Regions from separate parts of the Mus musculus genome. Here region 1 is linked to region 2. Evidence: chromatin contacts called from public promoter capture Hi-C data. All regions are on one chromosome and are shown on one strand. Each heading gives the region's core, a stretch centred on a gene start, on an enhancer-like site or on the middle of the called end of the contact. The rest is flanking DNA. Distances are from core to core; before and after follow the strand shown. Region 1 holds the start of Tmie (transmembrane inner ear). Region 2 holds the start of Pth1r (parathyroid hormone 1 receptor).

What was found. Capture Hi-C pulls out chosen DNA fragments and counts their contacts.
Region 1: a promoter capture Hi-C map of adipose tissue shows a contact between it and region 2. The contact joins the promoter of Tmie here to the promoter of Pth1r in region 2. A contact is called at or near these places in 22 of 39 promoter capture datasets (the 3T3-L1 cell line, the C10 cell line, the HPC-7 cell line and 12 more), 1 of 15 datasets of contacts at CTCF or cohesin (hippocampal excitatory neurons), 31 of 484 Hi-C or Micro-C datasets (the AML12 cell line, CD4 T cells, CD8 T cells and 15 more), 17 of 115 datasets of contacts at active chromatin or transcription factors (PVALB interneurons, Th17 cells, astrocytes and 12 more) and 5 of 9 other capture datasets (adipose tissue, embryonic stem cells, liver and 2 more).

Annotation. Positions count from the first base shown.
Region 1 is chr9:110,878,746-110,881,445 of GRCm38.p6, reverse strand. Tmie (transmembrane inner ear) reads left to right here and starts at 1,373. Exons shown (of 6, transcript NM_146260.3): 1 at 1,373-2,176. Als2cl (ALS2 C-terminal like) reads right to left here and starts at 1,272. Exons shown (of 27, transcript NM_001146059.1): 1 at 1,217-1,272.
Region 2 is chr9:110,740,864-110,743,890 of GRCm38.p6, reverse strand. Pth1r (parathyroid hormone 1 receptor) reads left to right here and starts at 1,281. Exons shown (of 14, transcript NM_001083936.1): 1 at 1,281-1,665. The coding sequence starts at 1,591. Gm35775 (a long non-coding RNA gene) reads left to right here and starts at 2,089. Exons shown (of 2, transcript XR_379891.3): 1 at 2,089-3,027.

The DNA.
Region 1 (2,700 bases), core at 124-2,623, 140 kb before region 2:
GGAGCTAGAAGCGGTGTCGTGAGTAAAAGGCCAGACACGAGTGTTTGAGAGTATGAGCCAGCAAGAATATTCTCTCTAGCCCTGGGCCCAGCACCCATCCCATAGCCCTCTGGTCAACAACACGGCTTCCTCATACTCTCCCTCCTGCCAACTCTGGGGTCCTGAGTGGCAGGCTGTGCAAACGGTGAATTTGAGGCATGGAAAGTCCAGGAGGGTGTAGAGATACTATCTGTAGATCAGGTGCAGAGCTCAGACCCAGGCCCCTCACTCCCAGCCCTAACAGGCTCACGAGAACTAAGTGGCTCAGAGGTGCTGGGTGACTCACTGAGGTACACCCAGCATTCCTAGTAGGGCCCAGCCTCCCTTCTCACCCCGGGTAGACTTGGTTCAAAAGCTGCAGGGTGAGGCCAAAAAAGTTAAGCTGGGTGCACAGGTGACTCAGCTATTGTCCTTGTGGCCATCTAAACAGTAGCTAGACCTTTCCCTTGCATTCTTGGCCTCTGTCCACACCAGATCGCTCCCAAGCAGGGTCACTGGGGCCTTCCCTGCCCTCACCCAGTTCTGGCCCCTCAGGCCCCTTAAGCCGCACCCTAGCATGGCACTCACTCTGGTATTTCCTGATCTGGAGTGGCATGGACCTTATTTCTGCTTTTCCTGGACTATGCTAGAGGCCCATTAATCAACCTACATGCCCGGTGGGCAGTGGAGAAAGTGCTCCAGGCAAGTGCACAAAACTGTCACACGGGCCCTCCAGTCTTCAGCCCCTTCTCTGCCTCTCTTGCCCTACATGCCTCCCAGTCTCCGCATTAGCTTTTCCCGACTGCATTAGTCAGTTCCAAACTACTCTGCTCCAACATTCGGACATCCGTCTAGGCTCCTCCCAGGCAGGCAACACCACCTTTTCGGCTTCTCTGTCAGCCCTTCCGCCCTGACCAGCCAGGTCACCTGCTCCTGGCAGCCTCTCTCCCTCTGGGTGATAAACTCGCACCTGGGTTCTGGCCTGGACGCAGGGCACGGTGCTCGCGCTCCGCACTGCTGCTAGGGGTTGGACCCCGCGCTGCGTTTAAACCGGAGCCGGGCGGCCACGGGACCGGGAGGAGGAAGCTGAGACCGAAGATGGAGGGCTCGTGACCATGGCAGCGGGAGGAGGAGAGAGCCCCCACCCGCAGCTGAGCTCGTGGGGCAGCGGACCCCGCCCACCGACGCGCGCTCTTACCTGCGCTTTGCGCCGCGGTGCCCCGAGTGGCCGCGCAGCTCCGCGCCGGGCCGCCCTTCCTCTCCGCGCCCCGCCCCGAGGTGTTGTTCGCGCGGGGGCGTCTCCGAGGAGGCGGGGCTCGGCCTCGGAATGTCCCCAAGCCAACAACTCTCTCCCAGAGCCTCTCCCGCCAGACTGCGAAAGCTCCCCTTCGGTCGGTCCGCGAGCTCCCCAGGATCGCACCCTGGCTGTCTTTCGCCTTTTACCTCCCTCTCCAGATCCGAGGACGGCAGGCAGTGCCTGGGGCCACCCCGATTTCCTTACCCACCAACTCTGCCCAGGCTGTAGCTCTGAAATCTTGCCGACCCCCTTTGGGTCACTGGGCACCCCCCCCCCCTCACCCTCACACACCCGCGAAGGAGCCCTGGGTAGATTCGGGAAACTTGTTGCTTAGAGCAGTTGGCCATGATGATCCGAAGACCCTGAACTGGGCATGCTTTGGTAGCAGCTACTGCTGTGTGTAACCTTGAAGGAGGCCCCCTGCATTCATTCCGGGTACAGCCTGAAGCTGGCCAGTTTCCTGTGCCAAAGCCTTCGACCTTGGAAAGAGCAGCGCAGTTCCAAACCAAAGTCTTGGAAGGAGGAGGGACCATGGTTCAAACCTGTAACAAAGAGGCCTGCTGTCCAGCTGCCGGGCTCCCTTTTGGCCAGCAAGCAAGTCACCCCTCCACCTGCAGTGGCACCCGGCCTCTAGGAGCTGCTGACTAGCCTGGCTGAGTTGCTTCTAAGCCTTCCAAGCCTGAGTACAGAGAGAAGCCTGGGGAGGAGACAGCTGTGAAAGAGCAAGGATAGTCCACCTGCCCCCTACCCAAGTTTTGGACAGCCTCCATGCATTCTGCCAGAGAGAAAAGAGACTTCTAAGAGTTTCTCAGAAGGGGCCTGCCAACTTCAGCATCCCTGGCTCCCTTGGGGTGCTTTCTGGTGAGCATTTAAGTTCTGCCAATCTGCCCTACAGTGGCAGGCTCCAAGTTTGTTGCCCAAGAACCCTACCGCGGTTGCTGCTCTTGTTCACTTCCCTGCTCCAATCTTGGTCTCTCCATCGTCAAGAACCCTCCCGAGCCTCTTCTTCCCTCTCCACTCGGCCAAAACATCTCCTTCCTTCCAGCCTTTTCTTTCTTTCTTGTAAATACTTTTTTAAAAGATAAATGTATTACAGGTTCTTTTTTTTTTTTTTCATGTATGATGTGTATGTATATCCATGCAGGAGTGTGTGAGTGTGTGAGTGTGTGTGTGTGTGTGTGTGTGTGTGATGTTTGGCTGTGTCTCCTCTGGTGCTTTTTTTTTTTTTTGAGACAGCCTCTCATAGGCCTTCACCTAACCACATAGACTAGACTGAGTGCCCAGTGAGTACCTGACTGTCCCTGCCTCCCTGTAATGGGATTACAATTGTCTGCCACCACACCTTGCTTTTTCACATGGGTTTTGGGGATCATGCCTACATGCAA
Region 2 (3,027 bases), core at 32-2,531:
GTCCCGATGTCAGAGCTCCCTAGACTGCGTCCCCGCAACACTTATCCTTCTGCTGAAAGACCCGGGGCAGGGTCTCTGGAGAGATGTCCCGGGATGGGGGACAGCGGGCTCGGCTCTGTCCTGCACACACCCGCCTGAGAGGCAGTGGCGGGGGCAGGGGCGGAGGAGGCCCGGGGAGGGCGCGGAGGGGGGGGGGAAGAGGCTCCGGGCCGTGGGGGGAGGGGAGCAGCAGACGCCGAGGCGAGGGACGCGCAAGGCGGGCGGCGTCTCGGAGCAGCGGCCGGGCGGGGGGCTCTGGAGGCCAGGCAGGCCAGGGGGGGATCCCGAGAGCTCCATGAAGTCCCCCCGGGGCTGCGGACGGGGCGCTGGCTTGGGGAGGCTGTCGGGGGGGCCCCGACATTCATGGCAAGGCGGGGGCCGCGGCGGCGAGCTCGGAGTAAGTCGGGGCTTGGGGGATGGGGGTGGGGGGTCGGGCGCGCGGGGCGCGGGAGGCCGGAGTCGGGCAGGAGGGGACTCGGGGCCCGGCCAGGGCGGGCCCGGCTGCCCCGTCTCCGTGTCAGTCTGCGGCGCCTCCTCGGAGCCCTGTGGAGTCGCCAGCCCCGCTGCCGCTCAGTTCGGTGGCTTTTTTGGAAACTTGCAAATGTTTTCGTAGAGGAGGGGAGGGGGGAGCGAGGGAGTGACCGAAACCGAGCTTGGGGCCGTTGGAATAGCAGAGGCCAAAGCCGGGGAGCGCGGGGAGGGTGGGTGGTGGGTGGACGGTAGCAAAGGACCGACTGACAAGCAGACAGGCAGCCTCAGCGTCGGGGCAGCAGAAACGCCCGTGCCGCTCGGGCGCACGCAGCGCGGGTTCGGAAGATGGGAAATGGGGTGCAGGGGGTGAGCAACAAGGTCACGGGGGTCCAGACTGAGACGGGGAGCCGGCCACGATGCCGCGGGAGAGCCGGGAGCTGGCGGCAGAAACGCCGAAGGGCTCAGTGTGGTTGCAAAAGTCAGGATGGCATCCCCTAGTTGCACGCCCCGCGCAACTCAAAACGCGCCCCCTGCCCCGCCCCGACTCCCCTGTTGCCCACTGCCGCGGAGCTAAAAATAACAGCCTGGTCGCCCCCCGCAGACCGCGACCCCGACCCCTCCCCCGCCCCTCCCCCACTGGGCGTGGAGCGAAGCCACGGCTCCCAGTTCCCCCAAAGAGGGGGGAGAAAAAAGACAGAGAGAAAGAAAGAAAGAAAAGGCGGCGCGGGAGGGGAGCGGGGGGCGGGCCGGGGGCGGGGGGCCCAGCCATATGGATGTGATTTCTCCGCTCCGAGGCAGACAGGCCGCTCAGCAGCGCTCGGCGCCCGCCCGCCGCCCGCCCGGCCTCAGGCTGCCTCCCTCCCTCCGCCCTCCCTCTCTCCATTGCGCCGGTTCGTTCTCTCGCTCGCCCTCGGCGAATGGGCCCCGCGTCGGGCTCCGGGGCCTCCGGCCGCCCGGACGCCGGGGTCCCCTAGGCCGGGGCGTGGGCGGGGCGGCCCGGCCTGACGCAGCTCTGCACCCTCCAACCATCACCAGGGCCGGCGGCGGCTGCCCCGAGGGACGCGGCCCTAGGCGGTGGCGATGGGGACCGCCCGGATCGCACCCAGCCTGGCGCTCCTTCTCTGCTGCCCAGTGCTCAGCTCCGCATATGCGCTGGTAAGTCTCTCTCCGTCCACACTCCAACACAGGACTCCTGGAATTGCTTTGGGGTTCCTGGGACGAGTGTAGGCACAAATTCTTGGGCTCTCCTTATAGTCTGAACTTTGGGATGGGACCTCCGAGCCCCCACCCCCCCAGCCATGAACCAGGAACCCTGGTGTCTGCTCTGTTTGGGGTGTCTTACCGTAGGTTCCAGATGCCTGAAGTTTCCCCACTTCTGAAGACTTGGCTTGGGGTCCTGGGTCTGGAAACCTGTGGTTGGAGTTCCCCTACACCATGCTTCTGTGAGCATATGGCTCTGGTCGTATGTATCTTTTTCAGTGGTAACTGTGCGATTCAGCGGGTTCTGGGTGTGGAGTATCACACACTGCGCTGGGGGCGGGGGGAGCTCCGTTTTTGCAAGTTTTGTTTGCACCCGGTGCTCAAAGCTGTGTGCAAGAAGTCAGAAATCACTTAGACTTGAGGGTAGGATTTAGAGCCCTCCTCAGTTCTCTGGATCCTACAGATGCACAGATGTATGCATGAATGGGACCGCTTTACCCAAAGTGGAAATCGGTTTGCCCAGGGAGGTGGGTGTGGTACAGAGGTCTTCCAAAAGACACTGATCTCATAGCACACCTTGCAGAAGATATGTGCTGTGGGACATGAGTGTGCTGATCTTTGGGGGGTACTGTGCGTGGTCTGAGGGTGAATACCAAGAAACAGACTAGTGGAGAGGGCCAGACAGACAAAGAAAGGGGTTAGGATGAGAGCTCTGGACCCCAGCGGAAAGAGACTCAGAACAGAAGACAACTAGAAAGCTGGAACTCGACCTCATCTTGGGCTAGGGTCTGTTAGCCATTTCTCAGAGAGGGGAGATTTTCTGTCCTCTCATTCCCTTAGTGGTCCCATCCCAAGTGCCTAACCTATTCTTGAATCAGTTTTTGTGCCTGACTTTGAGGTCTTGTTGCCCCCCACCCCGTACTCCACCCCTGACCAAGGTCTAGAGAGACAGAGCAAGTAGCTTCCTTCATAGGACAGTCCGGAGGTGCTCCGGACACGGGGGAGAGAGCTATTTGCTGAACTTTCCTCAGTGACTTCTGTGTGTGTACACATATATGTGCATGTGTCTCACATTCGAGGACACAGGAGCTGTGGGGCTCCCCCAGCTCAGCCTACAGCTGTGTGACCTTCGACTCTCTTTCTGCACACCTCAGTTGCCCATCTGTGAACAGAGAGCACGAGAGAAACATTTGCCTGACACCCTAGCAGTTTGATGTCCTCCTCCTGTGCCCATAGCCTCGATTCTAGTCCAGCAAAGGACAATCAAAGCCAGAGACTGTTCAGGAGGTGCTCCGGACACGGGGGAGAGAGCTATTT